Regions from separate parts of the Mus musculus genome. Here region 2 is linked to region 1. The links are chromatin contacts, called in public promoter capture Hi-C maps. All regions are on one chromosome and are shown on one strand. The core of a region is the stretch at or near the end of the contact, and the rest is flanking DNA. Distances in the headings are between cores, read along the strand shown. Region 1 holds the start of Atpif1 (ATPase inhibitory factor 1). Region 2 holds the start of Map3k6 (mitogen-activated protein kinase kinase kinase 6).

What was found. Promoter capture Hi-C pulls out the DNA fragments that hold promoters and counts their contacts.
Region 2: a contact with region 1 is called in a promoter capture Hi-C map of liver, with 2.2 times the contacts expected there. The contact joins the promoter of Map3k6 here to the promoter of Atpif1 in region 1. A contact is called at or near these places in 2 of 39 promoter capture datasets (liver and pre-B cells).

Annotation. Positions count from the first base shown.
Region 1 is chr4:132,532,486-132,537,784 of GRCm38.p6, forward strand. It overlaps Atpif1 (ATPase inhibitory factor 1), which reads right to left and starts at 2,929. Exons shown (of 4, transcript NM_007512.4): 1 at 2,254-2,929; 2 at 997-1,450; 3 at 811-902. The coding sequence starts at 1,083. It overlaps Dnajc8 (DnaJ heat shock protein family (Hsp40) member C8), which reads left to right and starts at 3,074. Exons shown (of 9, transcript NM_172400.3): 1 at 3,074-3,178. The coding sequence starts at 3,101.
Region 2 is chr4:133,237,517-133,242,815 of GRCm38.p6, forward strand. Map3k6 (mitogen-activated protein kinase kinase kinase 6) reads left to right here and starts at 3,302. Exons shown (of 29, transcript NM_016693.5): 1 at 3,302-3,915. The coding sequence starts at 3,573. It also overlaps the pseudogene Fcnc-ps.

The sequences.
Region 1 (5,299 bases), core at 1,679-4,178:
TTGGGTACTGAGACTTGAAATCCAGGTCTCTGTTTAAGTTCTTATTCCATAAATGAGCAACAACCCCTATGGGCTTAGGACGCAGACCAAAGGAGAAACGGAAGCAAGATTAGTTTCTGGCTGCTCTCCAGTGGACAGAAGTTAAAGATAACTCAGGGCCGGGAAAAGGTTGTAGATAGACCTAGTCCACTCCCTATTTCTAACCAGTCCAGAGAAATGTACAACCCAGGGCCTGAGTAGTGCAAGTCTCCCGGAGTGGGGGAAGTCTAACCTTGAGCAGCTACTATCTAGATCATGAGAACTGGAGACACGTGGAGGATCTAGAAATGGCTGACAGGATCTGAGGCCTCAGGGAATGGACACAGCCTTACAAAAACTAAAGAGAGGAGAGGGAAGTTGGGGAGAAAAGATGGGGGTGACAGGTGAGTGAGCCGGGCTCAGAGGCTCTGCATGTTCTGGCTAGTTGTAAACACTGCTCGGAGCACCTGGGGGAGTCTCGCACAACCAGGGGTGCAGAGGGGATGACTGCGGGGGAAATGCGGGGAAGATGACAGCAAACGATAAATTAGGAGACTACCCTTGGGCTGAGTCCTGCAGAACCGGTGTAAAAGGCTTAAGGCTGGCTGGGAGGCCAGCAGTGCGATACTAGCAGTCTCGACTACGAGGCGACCCGATGGCTTCATCAGCCTTGGAATTCTGCCAGAAGATGGGCGCCCCAAGGGACCAGGTAAAGATGGGTGGAGCGACAGAGAGCGTAGAAAGGACAGGGAGGACGACTGGGGGCTGGACTTGGGACCAGGTGGGCCTCACCGGAAGTACCGATCCTCTTCAGCCTTTTCTCGTTTTCCGAAGGCTCCACCAGCTTCTCGGATGGAGCCAGCGCCCGTATCCATGCTATCCGACTGCAAAGAGAGTCGTGGACGTGAAAAGAAAAGGCACAACAAGGGAGAGAGAACCTGCGCCCCGCGATGGGCGCTGGGCCGTGCCGCCACCTACCGAGTCCGAGACGAAGCCTCGGGTTTGCAGGACCTTCATACCCCAGACACCGAACCGAGCCCGAACTGCCAACGCCGAGCCTGCCATTGTCTTCGGCGTTGCTCAGCTCGCGTTGCGGGCGTGGCTGCTTCTCTCCTAGCGCGCTAACTGCGAGGGCGGCTGAACTGCCAATCTAGACGCCGGGGAGGTGGGACGAGCACGGAAACCGCGAATCAGGAGGGAGGGGGCGGGGCTTATGATATCTGCAGCGTTTGTTGAGAGGGAGGCGGATTTATCCCTTAGTTAACAGTTAATAAACAAGGCTCTAACGCATCATGACCCAGGAGTCTACAGAGCGAAGTCAAAAGATGAATCTTGGCTTTTGGTCTCTTTAGAATGAGGCATTTCGTTCACTCCCACTGCACAATTTCCGTCCAAAGGTCGATTTTATTAAAAATGTACACGATGGCAAGCCCTATGGACATGAATAGATTGGGGAAACACAAAGTTTGTGGTAGCCATGCCTAGGATGCCGACAGCCTGGATATCGACCTCAAACCTCTGTTTATACATATGAAATCGTGTTTATCTCTTAAGAGGTGTTCTTGTTCTTTGGTTATATTGCCACTGCAGTGCCTTCTCTCACCTTAAATGTCACTTTCTCAGAGAAACCCTTCTTTGACCTTCCTAGTCATCCTGACAGCAATTTTTTTTTATCCTTGCTTCTGAGTTCTTTCTCACAGTTTACTTTGTGAAGCCATCAGAGCCTTAGTAGGTAGTGAATTAGTAATTTTGAACTGTATCAATGTGTCGGTGAATGGACCTAATAACTTGGTGACGGGCTACAAGGACACTGAAAAGAACATCAAGCGAACTGGTGGTACAAACCTGTAATCCCAGCACTCCTGAGGCACACAGGAAGAGCTTAATCTAGCTTAATCTAGCCTATTCGACAAAGGGAATTCTGGGCCAGCCAGGGCTTCATAACAAGATCCTGTTTTCAGAAACAAACGAATAAACACCCACACCCCCCCATACACTCCCCCCCCGCACCCCCCCCGCCCCCCACACATAGGGCTAGTGCTGGGCCCCAATGGTGAAAGGAGAGAACGGACTCTTGAAAGTTGTTCTCCCTGACCTCTCCATGTGCATTGTGACACTGTGCCCCCACTAATAAGTAAGTATAATTTTAAAAATTAAATAACAAACTCCAAGCACAGATCCTTATACATGCATGCTCATAATTGCTTCCATCCCATTTTCCGATTTTGTCCCTACCTCAATGAGATCTGTTGTAACTCGGGATGGCCTCAAACTCGCAGTGAAGAAGCCAATTTCTCATCTTTCCGTCTCCACCTCCCCAGAGTTGGGGTTACAGGCATATGTCCAGCTTCATAATACTATTTCACAGTGGTCCAAAGGTGAGAAGACCCCAAATGTTGAACTACTGAAGAGGTCAACAAATCATAGCATAGACATACCTTTGAGGAATTGGATGCCACCATAAAATGCAGTAAAAAAAAAAAAAATTTTTTTGACAGTTTTTTTTTCACAGGCCTGGCTGTCCTGAAACTTACTATAGAGACTAGGCTGGCCCCAAACTCAGAAGATCTGCCTACCTCTGCCTCTGGAGTACCAGGATAGGCTCCACTGGGATAAACTCTTAAAAAACTGGTACATGGTGGTTACCCAGGCCAGTTCCAGCACTCCAGGGAGTCATGTAGATCTCTGTGAGTTTGAGGTCAGCCTGGTCTACAGAGAGAATTCCAGGACAACCAAGGCTACACAGAGAAATCCTGGGTCAAAAAAACCAAAAAACTGTCACATGAAAAAAACCTAAATAAGAATTGTATAAGTAGATTCCATCCATGGGAAATGTCCAGAATAATAATAGGTATATCCAGAGACAACAGATTTCTTTCTGTCAGAGACTGGAGACAACCAGGGCAACACTATGAAACTTTATCCTTATTCTGAAAAACCAAAACTAAAACCGAAAAAAAAAAAAAAGAGGTCTCGGCCCCTTTAAGTTCAGCTGGCGGGCGGGGAGTCCGGGAAGGCGGGCTTGGGTGGTTACGTGAGGCTGCGCTTGCGCAGAACGGTCACGTGGTGGTTAGCCGGGAAAATGGCGGCTTCGGGAGAGAGTGGTGCTTCGGGTGGCGGAGGCAGCACAGAGGAGGCATTTATGACCTTCTACAGTGAGGTGAGCCCGGAGTAAGGATGGTGGCCTTAGGACGACCGTGCTCCGGCTTCGTCCGCCGCGGCTGGGGCCGGCGAGGCGCCTCCTGGGACCGTTGGCCCGCGCCGTCTGGCCTGGGGACTGCGGATCGGCTGCGGAGTGCATGCGCGACCGCCACTGTGGCTACTGAGGTCCCCGGAACGCGGCGGGGCGGCTGGGCCTGTGGACCCAGACCCGGAGAGGGGCCCGGCGAGCTGCTGGTCGCGCGGTGCAGCCTGCTGGCGGTGGAGTCTCCGGCTGGCGGAGGCCGAGCTGCGGCGCACCCACTTTTATTTGTAAACAGGAAGGAGGCCCTTGTCCCACTCCTCTGCCATGAATTGTGCGAGTGGCGATTTCTGCGGTCTTATCAGTGCTGAGCACTGTTCATCGGGACAAGAATGCGTATGTGAACCCTCCATCTTTAACATGACGAACCTCTTAAGAGGGTGCATACGTTCTTGGTGTCAGGTAGGACAGGAGTGAACTTGCTCTGAGCCTTGTTGACATTTGCATCGCCAGTGCCTAATGCGTGGTGGATGTTTCGCATATATCCGTTGATTAAATGAATGAATAAACTGAGTTAAAGTTAGCTATCTGGCGTCAGAGGCCCACATATTGCGTTCTCGCAAGGCAATTAGCCTAACTGCTGTTGAAATTTCAAGACATCAGTTCCCACACTGGCAAGTTAACATTGTAAGAGTTTTCACGACGATTAAAGGGTTTCGTGTATAAAAAAGCAGCTTGAAAATTATAAAGCAGTCGTTTTCGAATTAAGTACTTTCTGGTAGCCCAGGTTGGACCCTCTTGCTTCAGCCTCCAAAGTGCTGGGACCAGAGCCATTATCTCTTGTGCTTATAAGAATACTTGTAAGCCGGGCGATGGTGGTTCATGCCTTTAATTCAGCACTTGGGAGGCAGAGGCAGGCGGATTTCTGAGTTCAGGGCCAGGCTGGTCTATAGAATGAGTTCCAGGACAGCCAGGGCTACACAGAGAAACCCTGTCTCAAAAAACAAAAACAAAAAAAAAATTTTTTTTTTATGTTAGGAAATATTTTTTTCCTTCACATTGTTAGCATATTTTGCATTGCTCACAGTTGGAGAAATTTTGGTCCATCTTGGTGGAAAATGGAGGCAGGGCAGTTGACATCCTCAGGCAGGAAACAGAGAAGAAAGGCCTGTGCTTCCCGGTGCAACATTGACAATCAGCACGGACTCTGATTTAGCCCTCTTGTGTTTTTATTATATTTTTTTAAATTTAGTTTTGGCTTTTTGAGACAAGAGTTTCCCTGTACAACCCTAGCTGTCCTGGTGCTTTGTAGACCAGGCTTGCCTTGAACTCACAGAGATCACCCACCCGTGTCTGTCAAAGATGGTTGCCGCCATCACCCTGCTTGTCCTTTTGTTTTTAAGACAAGTACCCAATGAAGCTTAGGTGGCTTTACTCACTTCGCAGTGTAGGCTGCTTGGAACTAGGGCTCACTCTCCTGCTTCAGCCTCCTAAGTGCTCGTGTACAGGAATGAGCCACCACACCCAGCCGTTTTCTTTTGCCAAGGGTCAAACCCAGGATCTTGTGCATGCTAGGCAAGAACTCCACCAACTGAGCCACCTCGTAAGTCCTTCATAATGGTGTTGAATGTTGCTCATAGGTCATGGTTCAGTGTGCATTTTGCCTTTCAAAATGAAAAGAAAAAAAAAGATAGATTAATTGTACCCACATGCAGCTATATAGGTCTCTGGTGGTAGTTGTGTTTAGTATCTGGGAATCCTCTCGACCTCTGATTGTGAGTCAGACATAGGGTAAATTTCTAACAAGTTAGGTAATTGGAAACCTCACTTTCTGTAAGCCATAATTTCCCTATAATGGGATAATGGGGGCTGGAGAGATGGCACAGCGGTTAAGAGCACTGGCTGCTCTTGCAGAGGTCATGAGTTCAATTCCCAATAACTGCATGGTAGCTCACGATCATCTGTAATGAGATCTGATGCTCTCTTCCGGCATGTGGGTATTCATGCAGATAGAGCATTCATATTCATAAAACAAAATAATTAAAAAAAATGTGGAGTGGCTAATACTCCTGGAGAGAAGTGTTTACATAGTAAATGTGA
Region 2 (5,299 bases), core at 2,052-4,551, 710 kb after region 1:
CGCAGTGCAGGGGTGGGGGGCACACAGTGCAGGGGCTGGGGGGCACGCAGTGCAGGGGTGGGGGAATGCAGTGCAGTGCTGGGGAGCATGCAGTGCAGGGGTGGGGGGAATGCAGTGCAGTGCTGGGGGGCATGCAGTGCAGGGGTGGGGGGATGCAGTGCAGTGCTTGGGGGGGCATGTAGTGCAGGGGCTGGGGGACATGCAGTACAGGGGTGGGGGATGCCGTGCAGTGCTTGGGGGGCCATGTAGTGCAGGGGTTGGGGGGCATGCAGTGCCGGAGTGGGGGGGCACACAGTGCAGGGGTGGGGGGATGCAGTGCAGTGCTGGGGGGCACACAGTGCAGGGGTGGGGGATGCAGTGCAGTGCTTGGGGGCATGTAGTGCAGGGGCTGGGGGGCATGCAGTGCAGGAGTGGGGGGCACACAGTGCAAGGGCTGGGGGGCACGCAGTGCAGGGGTGGGGGGAATGCAGTGCTGGGGGCATGCAGTGCAGGGGTGGGGCTGTTATCTGCCGCTTTGGTGTGTGTGCACCAGTGTGGTCTGCTCCAGGAGAGGAACCGGCAGACTTCTTTCAGAGAAGCAGTGTTAGGAGATAACTGAAAGGGGAAGTGGTTATGGCGGGGTGCCTCTAAGGAGCCCCCTTTCCTGCCCAGGCCCAAGAGGTTCCTCTCAGCTCTCCCTGGCAATGTTGCTCAGGCTGCTTGCTGGGACTGAGAGTAGACAAAGGGACTGGAGAGAAGCTGGGAACTCTGGAGGGGATAAGACTTGGGTCAAGGGGGGAGGGTATAGGGGTCTTTCGGGATAGCATTTGAAATGTAAATGAAGAAAATATCTAATAAAAAAAAAAAGACTTGCTGGGCGTGGTGGCGCACACCTTTAATCCCAGCACTCGGGAGGCAGAGGCAGGCGGATTTCTGAGTTCGAGGCCAGCCTGGTCTTCAAAGTGAGTTCCAGGACAGCCAGGGCTATACAGATAAACCCCTGTCTTGAAAAAACAAAACAAAACAAAACAAAAGACTTGGGTCAAACTGATGGCTTGGAACAAAAAAAGTCCCACTTCCACTGTGACTAGCTGAATGACCATAGACAAACAAACCAACAAAAATTGGCTCCTTGGTGCTGTTGGCTCTCATGGGGCCTGATAACATTCACCTCATTACTGATTGGAGGCTGCCTTGGGGTAATATCTGTAAGGGCTTCAGGCATCCTGTAGGGTGCCAAGGTGTCTTCCACTCCTTGCTGCAGGGGACTCTCATCTTCCACAGTGGGAAGACTTTTTTTTTTTAAAGATTAATTTATTATTACATGTAACTACACTGTAGCTGTCTTCAGACACATCAGAAGAGGGTGTCAGATCTCATTATGGGTGGTTGTGAGTCACCATGTGGTTGCTGGGATTTGAACTCAGGACCTTCAGGAGAGCAGTCAGTGCCCTTAACTGCTGATCCACCTCTCCAGCCCAGTGGAAAGACTTCTACCACTGATGGTGCAGAGCCTTATTCAAGATGGGACAACTGTGCAGTAACTGTCCCTGGTGCTGGGTTGTACGGATCCTGCAACTGAACCAATCTCAAGGGGCATTATGCTGCATCTGAGACCACTGCCCACATGTATGGCATTGACTGGACCTCAGAAAAAGGCATGGGTCACCCCTACTGTGGGATTACACATAATGCTTTGCTAGAGCACTCGATTGTCGGTATCGTCACTCCTTACAGCTTCCATCCCTTGGCCACCTCACTGCCAACTGCCTCTGCTTGCAGGGCCACTTTGTAACACTTTACAAATCTTTTCTTACTCAGGAGAAAACCTATAGAAAACAGGGCAGGGACACAAGCTTCAGTTCCATTCAAGGAAGAACTTCTAATCAGGAAGACGAATGGGTAGGACTTCTCCGGGCTTCAGATCCTAGAAGGATGCAAGAAATGCTAGGGGGCAGTGAGGTGAGAGATTCAACCACCCACTCGCAATCCTCCTGGGCCCCCAAGCCCAAAGTGGATGCATCTGAGGACAGCTTTCTCTCACTCTTTGTTTGCTGTTTGGTTGGTTGGTTGATTTTATGAGACAGGGTTTCACTCAGCAGCCCTGGCTGTCCTGGAAACTCTGTAGACCAGGTTGGCCTTGAACTCAGAGATTCACCTGCCTCTGCCTCCTGAGTGCTGGGCTTAAAGACATGTGCCACCACCACTTGGTTCCCATTTGTTTCTTGTAAGTGTGTTTTCTACCCAAACCTCTGTAATGGGCCACATTCTCCCTTTCTATTGCTCGTCTATCCCATTGGTTCAAACCTAGGAAGATATATTTTTTTCCTTCCATGAGACAAGAAGGCTGTGAAACAGAGGCTTCCTACCGTTTGTTGAAAGGTCCATTTGTCCAAAGCCCCAACATATTATTTTTATAAAGTTTTAGTTTTATTTCATGTGCATCTTTTGCCTGTAATTATATATGTGCACCATGTATGTGCTGGGCGCCTATGCAGGTCAGGAGAGTGCCAGGACTCCCCTGGGCCTACAGTTACAGATGATGGTGAGCCACCATGTGGGTGCTGGGAACCAAACCAGGGCCCTCTGAAAGAGCAGCAAGTGGTCTTTACAGCTGTGCTGTCTCTCATGCCCAAGCCCTACCATAATAAACGATTATGAAACATGGCCCTAACCTCAGAGTCTCAAAGTCTCATTTCTAAGTTCAGGGCCCTCTAAGGTTTATAGCAACTTAGATTCATACTATGATGTTAAAGCTTCTTGGTGAATTTGAAGCCGGGATAACCTTGTAACCCAAAAAGCGGAGACTTCTGGAGTTCCTTCAAAGGGTAGATAGGAAGTTTACCGTAGAAGTGCTTTTCAGCTCCATGGTCAAGTTTCGGGTGGACCAATAAGGTCCACAAGGTTTCACTGCAAGAGAGGCTCTGAGGAAAGCGCTTGTCAACATTCTGACCCCTACCAGCAGGAACATTACATGTGCCGCCTACACAATGTTTTGCTCCCCCGTCCTTCCCCCGCCCAGTGTCCATTCATTTACCAGGTCCCTGCAGGGCGGGGCTGTCCTGTTTCCTATCCCTGGGCTGGGCACACGTCTTACGAGCGCTTGCAGTAAGCAGTCAACAGTGTTTGGCCCGAATAGGGGCACAGGCTGTTCCGGAAGTGGACAGTGTCAGAGGTTCTAGCCGGAGAGGAGGGAGGGAGAGCCGCTGGGGAGCCTCATTGCCCCAGGGCCGAGGGTGGAGCCTTTCCCAGTCGGGAAAGGGCTGGGCCCAGCCTACATGTGAGGGCAGGACAGAGTGACTGCCAGCGCTCCCTTGAGAAGTCTGGGTGTAGCACGCTGCCGGTTGACTTCCCAGGACTCTTCTGTGACCTGTGAGCCGAGGATTACTGGGTACCCCAGATTCCCAGAACCCAGTCCTGGATTGCAGATCTGTAAGGACCGTGAAAGATTGAGCAAAGAAGTCTTTCTGGACTTAAGAGTTCCGGAACAGGACGTCCAGCCCATCTCCGGATCCCGACTGGATCCACACCTTCAGCCTCGTGCCCTGTCCCGGGTTCCCCGCGCCCGGGGCCCCGCGCTTGAGCGCCCCCGCATGGCGGGGCCATGTCCTGGGGCCGGGGTTCTAGAACGGGCGGGCAGCTGCTGGCAGGACCCGCTGGCGGAGGCGCTGAGCCGGGGCCGCTCGTCTCCTGCGGTCACGGGTCGGGGCTGCGCGCGGAGCCGGCCTCTCAGTGTGGTCTACGTGCTGACCCGGGAGCCGGGGCTCGGGGTGGAGCCCGGGTCGGGAACCGAGGCAGAGCCGCTGCCGTTGCGATGCCTGCGCGAGGCCTGCGCTCAGCTCCAGGGCACACGGCCACCCCCGCAGCTACGCAGCCTACCCTTTGCGACGCTGGCGCTAGGCGACACCGCTGCGCTGGACTCCTTCTACAACGCGGGTGAGCGTCTCGGGGCGGGGCTTGAGTCTGGGCGGGGCAAGGGGCGGAGCTTTAGAACCCTGACGGGGCGGGTGTGGGTACCAGGTCTAGGGAATTTACGGTAAACTAAAGCCGAACTTGAGACAAGGCAGTAACGACAGGGCATTTAGTGGATTATGGATGTGATGGGCTTGAGGCTGGATCTGGGGATTCAGGCCTGGCTCCGGAGTTTAAGTATCTTTCGGTGAGCGTGGTGCCAAGCAGGTGGGGCGGAGCAGGCGAACTCTAAGGGCGGGGCTGGGGAGGGGCGGGGCTGAGGGAGGGGCAGAGCTGCGCTTCCCTGCGTAAGCGGGAGAACTCTTTTTCAGGATGATCTCACGTTGGACTTTTGAGGGTGAATCAGGCCTGAGACGGAAGTTCGGTCTATGGCAAGGGGCCATCTCTGCAGGATTGGGGTTGATAAGTCCTAGCATACTACATCCCACATGGGACTAAAGGGGCGGGAAAGGAAGTACTGAGGCAACTCTTCGGGACTGGATTATAGGAGAAAGGGATTGTATTTGGAGACTAGGAGTCGAAAGAAAATGGGTGGGGCAGGGGTGGGTCTAGAGGAGATACAGGGAGTCCAAGGGTGAGGTCGGAAGATAGCTATTCCTCTCTTTCCCACCTACCGGATGCTCCACCTCATCCCTATTTGTTTATCTCCGAGTCAGAGAGCCTTGTATCCTGGACATCTGCTAAATTGTAGCTTAAAAATGAAGGCTGACCCGGTCAGACCACAGATAAAGTGGAATCATCTGCGTTGACTCATACAGTCCCTCCCTTGCGGACATTGTCACTTAAAGATGGCTGGATACAGTAAGCTACACAAACACACATAAAAGCACGACGTTGTCTTCACACACGATGATGCAGATCACCCTCAGGACCCTGGCTTCAAGACTGGAGAGATGGCGCTGAGGTTAAGAGCACTTGCTGCTCTTCCCGAGGACCCGAGGTTCCCAGCATGCACACGGGGTGTGCATGCTCACAACCACCTGTAACTTTATCTCCAGAGGATCCTGATGCCGCTTTCTATCATACACTCACACCAACACACACATACATATAAATAAAACAAGAGAGAGAGGAGAGAGAGAGAGACAGAGAAAGAGAGAGAGAATGGGACTTCTTTTTGCAAAGTTCCTGTCTCCTACATAACCTGGAAGTGCTCAGTGGGATGAAGGTCCCTGGGCATCTCCTGTAACACCACCAATAAGAGTACTGTGAAAACCCCGGGAAGCTCTCGAGAGCAGCACCGACTTTGGCATGAGGTGCAGGCAAGGCACTTGACGTGGCATGCATCTCCAGGCTCCTTTGCCACTGAGGTGGGCTTCCACGCTCAGGCCTACACTTCTGTGTCCAC